Regions from separate parts of the Gossypium arboreum genome. Here region 1 is linked to region 2. Evidence: chromatin contacts called from public Hi-C data. All regions are on one chromosome and are shown on one strand. Each heading gives the region's core, a stretch centred on a gene start, on an enhancer-like site or on the middle of the called end of the contact. The rest is flanking DNA. Distances are from core to core; before and after follow the strand shown. Region 1 holds the start of LOC108456596 (choline-phosphate cytidylyltransferase 1-like). Region 2 holds the start of LOC108474010 (anthocyanidin 3-O-glucosyltransferase 2-like).

What was found. A called contact is a pair of places that touch in the nucleus more often than the background predicts.
Region 1: a Hi-C map of leaf shows a contact between it and region 2, with 2.0 times the contacts expected there. The contact joins the promoter of LOC108456596 here to the promoter of LOC108474010 in region 2. A contact is called at or near these places in 2 of 5 Hi-C or Micro-C datasets (both in leaf).

Annotation. Positions count from the first base shown.
Region 1 is chr7:13,855,876-13,860,844 of ASM2569848v2, forward strand. LOC108456596 (choline-phosphate cytidylyltransferase 1-like) reads right to left here and starts at 2,351. Exons shown (of 8, transcript XM_017755146.2): 1 at 2,017-2,351; 2 at 1,606-1,719; 3 at 984-1,079; 4 at 742-784; 5 at 501-656; 6 at 345-425. The coding sequence starts at 2,141.
Region 2 is chr7:13,238,668-13,243,696 of ASM2569848v2, forward strand. It overlaps LOC108474010 (anthocyanidin 3-O-glucosyltransferase 2-like), which reads right to left and starts at 2,764. Exons shown (of 1, transcript XM_017775910.2): 1 at 831-2,764. The coding sequence starts at 2,574. The coding sequence ends at 1,135.

The DNA.
Region 1 (4,969 bases), core at 1,101-3,600, 620 kb after region 2:
ACAATTATAATGACAAATAACTACATTAGAATCAAGCTAATTTTGCTACTTGGTTATTTCTCTAAGAAATGTTTACAACTTCAAGCCCCCAATTATTTATGCACATGATCCAAAATTTGAGGCAAATTTAAAGGAAAAATATGTGATAAAAATCCCTAAAGTATAACGGATAGACAAACTGTCAAGAACTGAGACAAAAGACTTCAAGTGCAATCAAAAAGCTAAAATCGCTATAAAGTGAGCATGGTGTAATAGTTTCCAATCATACAGCTTATGTGATACAAGCATAACAAAAAAGGGAACAATCATTAAACTAGATCAACCTCACATGAGAGTGAACATACCTTTTCTCCCACTTTTTCTTGTTGTTCCTTAACTTTCTCTTGTAGTTTCTTCAGTCTCATATTCACTCTCAATCTCTTTTCCTGTTGACATTAAAAAGGAATATCAAGGAAGGAGCATTCTCAACTAAAACAAGACATTCAAGACAGAGATCTTACCTTCACATAGCTAACTCCAAGCTCTTTCCTAGAATACCCACGGTCCAAGTTACGCAGCACGTATTGGTTATAATCTTTAACAATTCTCATTATGATATCTGACGTAGAAATCCCATCAGTTCGTTTTGTTTCCTTGAACTTCCCAGCAGCTTTAACCTGAGAGCATGAGGTTGCTTAATAAAATGCAAAATTTTAAAGCACCAAATACAACAAGTGGGCAGGATTGTCTCAATAAACTTACAAATTCGTACACATCATTCGCAGCTCCACTGGCATCAGCATAGCTGTAAACGGTTCATGGCAAAGTGTAAAGACTACATGAATATTTTAATGCTGGGTATTTACATATTTATCTGGAACTAGAAAGTAGTAGGAAATTTTATACAATTAGGCCCTTGGTTTTTATTTATATATTTATTTTCTTAACACCCTCACAGTCAACATTAATAATTTAATCTCAAAGCAAGAATTGTCTAGCCTTACGGAAGTGAATCATGAGCCACGTAGTCAATATTGTGTTTATCCAGAAATTCTTGATCGATCACCCATGGAGCATCAGGAATGACTTCATCAACCCACCTGTAACAAAATAAATAACGAAGTCATTCAAAGTGAATCTATATTTAAGGTTTCACTAAATGAATTAACAGTTATTTTGAGGAACAAAGTTAATTCACATTTTGCAAAGCAAAAATGAAAAATCTTATTGTAAGAGAAGATAACTGATTTACTTCAAAGTGTAAACAAAAAGTTAAGTAAATCTATATTTCAGGTTCCACTAGATTGCAGCCTTTGCTAAAGGAAATTTACCGAGATTTTACTTCCTAAAAGCAATAATTGATTAAAAGAAAAGAAATAACACAACATCAAATTCTAACATAATTATTCCGTTGAATAGTAAAATTAAGCCTAATCCAAAAATTTTACAATTTTAATTCTTCAAATCTACTACTTTCACAACGAAAGGAAAATTTTCTTGAAAATCTCAAAAGCAAAACTCAAGTAGCAAAAGCAACAACCAAACTATACCTCAAATATGCATCCTGGGTGATCTTTTTTTTTATAATATTTTCAGTAAAATAAACAGAGTGGCTGAGAGTTATACTTGCAATGGCGAAGGGATTCATAACGTTCTGATTCGGTCATAACAGTTTTGCCCTTGTACTTGTGTGTTGTTTCATCATTGCAACATCCAACCAGCAAATACGTATTGGGAAACCTAAAATCTCACAAAATTGAATCGCATAATCAGGGAAAAAGCAATCCAAGCATGAAGTTGTGGATATACAACATCAAGTAAAAGCATCTTTTATGCAAACAAACATAATAAAAATTTAAAAAACTTGACATAAAAAAAAAAAACCCAGAAAAGTTACACAGATAAAAAATAACCAAACATGAAGATTTTGAAAGAAATCCATTAATCACGGGAAAATTCGAAAGATACCCAGAAAAGTAATAAAATCAAACATAGAAAAAAGAGAGAGAGAGAGAGAGAGAAGGGATTAAAACGGACGATTTCTTGGCTTGTTCGAGGGAGCGAGCGTGGCCGAAGTGGAAGAGATCGTAGATCCCATCGGCGTAAACACGGACAGGGCGATCGGGATCGGAACTGTTGCTATTATTACCGTTGTTGCTCATGGCGGAGATTCTAGAATTAAGAAAAAAGGGAAAAGGAAATTGGGAGTTCTGTTATTTCTTCTGTCTCATAATAATAAATAATAATACTAATAATAATATAAATTGGATTTCGGCTTTCCTCTGAACCCACAGCCTGGCTGAGAATGCATACGCGCTTCTTACGCTTCTATTTTACTTATTTCAATTTCTTTTCCTCTTTTACTCTTTGCGTTTATAATTTAACCTTGACTTAATACAGTCTTATATCATTTTATTAACTTGGGTTTAAATTTTTTTACCCCCTTCATTCTCAAATATTATAAAAAATTTATCAGTTTAATCCTTTAAATGTTAAAAAACTGATTAAAATATCCAATTAATCATAAAATGCTATGTATCAAATGATATTATCATTTTATAAAGTGGATGTTGAAAGGATTAAGTCTCAAAGCCTCAATGGAATGTGTCCTATGTGAGGATTTTGTCTCCTGCACTTTGAGGAGAGCCCGAATGGCTCACAGAGTATAGAGATTACTTAGGTATGCTAAGGTAAGGTATAAAAGCCTTTATTGATGGTTCAATCTCTGGCAGCCACATTTTGCATTATTAATATTTCTAACAATATTGAAACCTTCCCGTGATATTGCAAGTCATATCTATATCAATCGAGGTGTTCTCTATACTCTGTGAACCCTTCAGGCTCTCCTCGGAGTACGAGAAACAAAACCTCCATGTAGAATAATACATTCAATTGAGGATCTGAGACTTATTATTCCAAAAGTGAGAATAAAGTTCAACATAGAGACGCAAAATCGAAGACAATTAGAGAATTTACTATCTACATAATGAAAAGATGTTGTGAGAAGTATCAAAGAGAATTGATAGAGAAGGGAAGGAGCCAGACCTTCACGAGAATCATGAAAAAAATATTGGTAGATTTGGCGAATATGTCCTTGTTTGAGAAGGATAATAATGGTGAAGGAGTTTTGTGCCCAAAACAATCTTAAGCTTCAAAAGAGTATTTTTAATTTTAATTTTTGGAGAGATCAAATTCTACTTTTATTTTTATTTTAGGGGCATGTAATAACTATTTAGGATATTATGTATATTTTTTTAAAATTAGAATTTTTATTATGTTTTGTTTTGTTTGAATCTTTATAGGTTTACCACATGTTTGGAGTCAAAAATTGTCCAAATCATTTGTGGAGAAGTAGTTGCCTTTATTTGTAGATTCGAGCTTAAATCGAAATACCCTTCTCTAACCTTTAAATATGAGGATAATGCGCTTCAACACACTTGAATCCATGTCCTCTTACACTGACAACAATGCCAATGCTAGTCGAACTAAGATTCAATCAACCTTTTCCATATACTTTTAAATATTGAAGACAATGTTTGATTTTATTGCGAGGGGGGATTTTGGAATGTTTCATGCATGTTTTCTATATTTAGTAATTTTTGTTCAATTTTTAAAAATTTTCATGTTTAGGTTTTACATGTACTTAGAATTTTTTTTTTATTTGAGGACATTGGACGTGATTGCAAAGTAGGTAGCATGAGAGCTAATGTTATTGAATATGATAAGAAAGCATGCTATGTATTGTCCATAAAATAGTCCTTGGAGTTTCTATCGTTAGACTGTAACAGACTTTGAATTATTCATTTTCCGCTTTCGTGGTCATATCCTAAATTTGTGATTTTCTTTGGTAAATGTTGCATGTCTCATAAGATGTGCATAGATTTGTAATAGACCATAAATGAATGATTAACTTTTTTGTATATCTTTAGTCATAATGTTTACAACCAAATGCATAAGGAATCTTATGTCTTCTATTGTTGAAAAAAATCTGTTAAGAAAATAATTTTACAGTTACAACAGAAGATTTAAAAGTTTTCAAAACTGAGCTACTTTGTGATATTTATAGTTATAAACTTCAGTAGAATGGTACATGTTTTTTGTTAAGTATGACTCCTATTTCAGTCAAATTTGAGAAATAATCTTCTAATTAAACTCTGTTTATTTATTTCAATCAAACACTAATTAGTTTAGATTATTTTATTATTATTTGACCTATGAATTTAGCCTATAAATAGGCTCTTTTACAACTTTAGAAAATACACCCATTAGATATTAGAACTCATAATACATTTAGAGAATTTTGTGTTTACGGGTTCTTTGTTTTCAGGTTTTCGGGGTTTAATTTTTATCTCCATCTTTTGTACTATTCGTTCTTTTTCCATTATAGTAAAATTATCTTTACCTGTGGTTTTTTATCCTCTTTGGAGGGGTTTTTCCATGTTAAATTTGTGTGTTCAATTTTTCAATTTATTTTGCTATTTTTTTACTTGTTTCTTAATCGAGTCGATCCTAACAAGTAGTATCAGAGCTAGTTCAATTTTCATAGATTAGCCCTGTAACACCCCCTAACCCAATTCGTCGCCGAAGGGGTTCTGAGGTATTACCTAACGATCACATCAACATTTGAACACTCATATAGCAAAATTAGACTGTACAATACTATGCTACCAAGCCGAATTTATAAATAAATATATTTCTAATAAAAATTTTAAGCTTATAAAAAAATATGTTATAAAAACTCATGCCAATATAAAATTACACAGTAAATTCAACATTTATATGCAAACATAGTATAATGTATGCACATAACAAGAAAATATGAAAAGAATTCATTAATAAAACTAACACAAATCAGTGTCACGATTCCTTTGGTCTCTTTTGAACCTGGTTAGTTACCAACTCATTTGCTTATCGTTACTTACAAAATCAATTGACCATTTTACGAATTCATTTAAAAACAATTAATAAGTTAAATCGAATGCCATCAATG
Region 2 (5,029 bases), core at 1,514-4,013:
ATTTCTGAAAATTTTGCATTCTGATTTTCTGAAAAACACAACATTGGCCTAACTCCTCCATTGATGGTCTTTATGTGATAGCATCTTTTGGCTTGAATGCAGTTGGCATATTGTTTTCGTGTTGTTGTTGTAATTGAAATGTTAAGTATTACTATAGGTCTCACAAACTTGTACCATGTTAATTTTTATGGAAACAGTATGTCACGTCGTGATGACGTATCCCCAACGTCGCAACGAGGAACAACCAATGATTCATGTTGCGGTGACGTGTACTCAAGGTCACGACGAGCCTAATTCAGAGAGTTACATTGCAATGAGGAGATCCCGATGTCACAACGTCAACTCAAAGTTTTGAAATATTTACAATTTGGTCTTACTTCAATATCGAGTTAGCAAAAGAGCTTTTGTAAGCTCATATGACACCCACAAACGATTATGCACCATTTTATACATATGTGTTACTTATATATGAATGTTTAATGGATTTTAATCGAATTTAAATTAATCATAGTTGCTCCGAAAATAAATGTGACACCTTGTAGGTCAGATCCAGTGACCGGGTTAGGTAACTAGGTGTTACACTGCTTATTTTACTTACAAATTGTACTCACTAAAACAACTTACAAATGAATAGGTCAAGTGCTAAAACTCTCAATATATCTAACCTATGCAAGTCTAAAATTTATTAAGTATTATTGGACTTGATAAAAATATCAATTATAATATTAATCCCCACCAACCTAGCCAATAAACTAGGATTATCAATATCCTGATAAAGTTTAAGATAAATCAAATAATTTCAAGATATTTTCACAAAATAAGAAATCCAATTTACTTAGTTCGAATTAATCTAATTTTTAAAGTTTTATTCCTTCATAAGATAAATTTTCACATATGAAACTTGAGTAGTTACACTCATAATCTCGTAACAACCTCAACATTATTAAAAATATTCTATAAAGAAACCCCTCTCCTGCACTAGGAGAAATAGCAATATATTATACATTTTATCACAAAATGAGTGTGCCAAATTTATATATTTCTAATATAAGTATATTAAATAAGCTAAGCTAAATCTTGATTTTGAATACATTATTTTAGAAATAATAATAGCAATGGCAATGTGCTGAAGTTTCATGGCATGTTGTCCACGACATCATCAATAAAACGACATAACGTGGAGTGTGAAGATCCACCGTCCTTCAAAGCCTTCCTACTCCGATCACTCATCTCTTTCATCCTCTTCCGAACGTCACTATCATGTTCCATCAACCGCCTAATTCCTCTCTCTATTGTTTCCGCCTTCACGAGTTCAACCTCACCCCCGCCATCTATCCTGTAGTCCATTTTAATCTCCACCGCTAATCCCAACTCCTTCACCAATTGCAACGCGTTCAGCTGTTGCTCTGCGTAGAGCGGCCACGTCGCCATTGGCACTCCAAACCATATACTCTCCAATGTCGAGTTCCAGCCGCAGTGCGACACAAACCCTCCTGTCGCAGGATGGCCCAAGATGGCCGATTGTGGTGCCCACCCTATGATCTTACCAATCTCAGCCGTTCGATCCAAGAATCCTTCCGGTAACACCTCTGCCACATTCTCGTAATCAGTCGGGTGTCCCATCTTACCGTTTACCTGCTCCGGGGCTCGACGTAGAGACCACAAGAATCGGTGCCCACTCTGCTCCAGGGCACAAGCGATTTCCTTTACCTGATTCGCACTAAAACTTCCCATGCTCCCAAAGCAAAGAAACACCACAGATGAACGTGGTTGTTGATCGAGCCATTGCATGATTGAGTCATAATTCTGATGGATCCCGCTAGAGCCTTCAGTATTCAATATGGGTCCCACCGGGTACACGGGTGGAAGCTTGCCATTAGAAAGGGAGTCAACTGCATGCGATTCGAGCTCTAAAAATGTATTTACCATGATGCCCTTCATTTCTCTCACTTGTTTCGCCATGGAAAGGAGTAAACCAAAACCTTCAGGCTTGAACGTTCCAGATGGAAAGAGTTTAGCGGAAACCGGGTTGACATAAGATGGAATAGTGAACTCAGTCTCCGAGTCTGTTAACTCAACGAACTCAAAATTTTGCTCATCATGAAGAGCTTGAATGAAAAATAGGAAGCCAAGAAAACCAGCACCCGAAGTGCAAAACAGATAGCTAGGAACGCCGAAGTCGTTAGCCAAGTCTCTAAAAGAAGTACAAAATAAGTCGAGAACAAACCCGGCGAGTCGAGGTGAGCCGGGAACTGAGTTCGAGTGCTCAACTATTTTGGTGACGGCCTCTCTCACAAGTGGTTCCTGGGTTTGAACTACACTCCTAATAAAGTTAGCCGCATCTATGTCTGAATCAGGTTGAGGGAGGTGAATGAATTTGATGCGAGTGGTGGTGGTGGCAGCGGTGAGGGAGTCGGCGTAGGCGGTGCGTTCAGCGCCGACGGGTTGCTTGATGATGAGAAAAGAGATGTAGAGGTTGGAATTGAGATCCACTAAAATCTTAGCCACTTCAACTGCGGATACCAAATGGCCCTTTGCGGGGAATGGGATGAACACTAGCTCCGCTTTCTTCATCGTCGAAATGAAAACGGAAACAGGAAAAGAGAAGTTAAGTGTGGAAGAGTTTAACAGCGAAGGATGGGAAAGCTGATTCGGTTTGTGTGGTTTAGTTTTCTCCCGCTTATTAATAAAGACAGAGTGCGTCAGTCAGAAAAGCTAAATGGTTTCAAGTATGATGTCATTGCTTTGCTGTCCAACGTCTGGAATTTATTGGAATCTTCATTGTTGAGTTACAACCGAATTAGCTTGTCAGAAATTTAATTCTATTGGACTGGATTAATTAGATAATAATAGAACCAAGCTTATTTTATTAAGGTTTATTTGATTGTGAGTTAGATTTAATTTTGGGCAAAATTAAATTAACAACTTTCTCTAGAATTTTAAAATTTTCTTCTTCTTTTTTTAGTCTTTTGCTTCATTTTTTTTTTTTTGGTTTTGCTTAACAGTCATGCTAGCTTTGACTATTATCCGTTTTTTTTTTCTCTCCCTCCAACTATCTCTTTATTTTTTTTTCTTTCTTTATTTTTGTTTGCAATTTTATTTTATACGTATCTTTAATATCTTCACAAATTGTGATGGATAAATGAAGATGCATGCCTTCGTTGAAACTATATCAGCCACTAGTATTTTTTTTAAAGAGTGAATAATGAATTATTTCACAAGTTGATTTGGATTCGTGTTATTTTAAGTTTTTTTTTCATTGTTTAATAAGTATTTACTTTTAGAAATTTTTTGTCTACTCTTATAGCATATTTTTTAGTCGTGCTTATACATGTAGTATTACTTTTGTAAGTGCTTTTAGGAATGATTTTGTTGTTGTTCTTTCTAAATTGGTGGGTGTGTAATTTTTTTCTAATTTTTTTCGAACCATTAAAAACTAATTTTCTTATCGTATTAAATTCTTACAATTACTCTAAATATGTCGCACTTGAGTTGTGATAGAATCAATTATTAACGTGCCATAATGTTCATTTGATGTTGAGATTTAAACATTTACTATGTTCATGGAGCTTGCCCTTCACTGTCTATGATAGATGTTTATTGTTTTCTTTTCTTCGAATAGTATAATCCTATTCATGAAATAAATTAATGAATTTCCTTTTAAAAATTGAAAATAAACTTTACTGATTTTTAAAAAGATATTAAGGTTTTAATTCATTTTAATATTATTTAGGGAAATAAGTTAATTTTGGCTTCCAAAAACACTCTTTATAGGATTTTTTTAGAAAATCGCTTTTAGAAAACTGTTTTGTGTCAATAAAGGTTTATTGGTTACACATGGTATTTTGTTAGTGTGATCTTGGTATGTTTTCATTTTTAATTCATGTTGCTTTTAAGGGTTTTTTTTTAAATTTGTTTCTTTATATAGACTAAATAGGGTTTTTTATATTTGTTTCTTTATATAGACTAAATATTAAATATGTAATTATATGATAAAAATATTTTTAATATATAATATGATATTAAATATATTTTATTTTTAAAAAATATCAACTAATTGTTTTGATATATTTTGCTTGTTATTTTTATCTGTTTAATTCATATTTTGATTAATAATTTTTTATTTACATAGACAAAATAATAAATAATTATATGATAAAATATATTTTTCAATATATATTATTATGTTAAATATATTTTATTTAAAATATCAACTATTTATTTTGATATATTTTTCTTTATATATTTTAAAAATATTTTTTTAACAAAATGGTTTGTTTTGCACAATAGTAATTTGAACCTAAGTAACACCTAGGGAAGATGAACACCTAACCGGTAACACCCCATACCTGACCCGATCGCTAAGTTCGAGCTATGGGATGTACAATCATTACCAAAACATCTTCATTTAAACATAATGTATTTCTCCATCATTATAAGAACTCAATTTCATAAACACGATTATTATATTAGTATATCATAATATATTTCGAACCAGAGTTTATACGAGCTTCCGAAAGCTCTTTTGATGACCCGAGAGCATTGGAGGACTAAAATGCAAAATTTTCAAAGATTTCAAGTTGATGTCGCGACATCAGGGAATCAATGTCGCGACCTTTAAAACAGTATACATACTTCATGACCCGAGGACCAAATTGTAAAGTTTTCCAAACTATACCAAATGGACGTCGCGACCCTGGAGTTCAACGTCATGACTTCAAAGGTTGGCGTCATGACATCCAATGGGTGGTGTTGCGTCCTTGAAGACAGTAACCAACTTTCCAACAAGATGACCAAATTGTAAAGCTTTTAAAACATTATAGAGTCGATGTCGCAACATCAATAAGGTACGTCACGGCAAGATAGCCTGGCATCGCGACATTTAGGGTGTGAAGTCACGACATTCTCAATAGTCCACTATATTCCAAATTCCATACATTTTCAAGTTAACATAAGATTTCAATGGTTGGTTATAAGGCCCCAAAACGACCATTCCCACACTTATGATAATTCATCATATAATTACCAA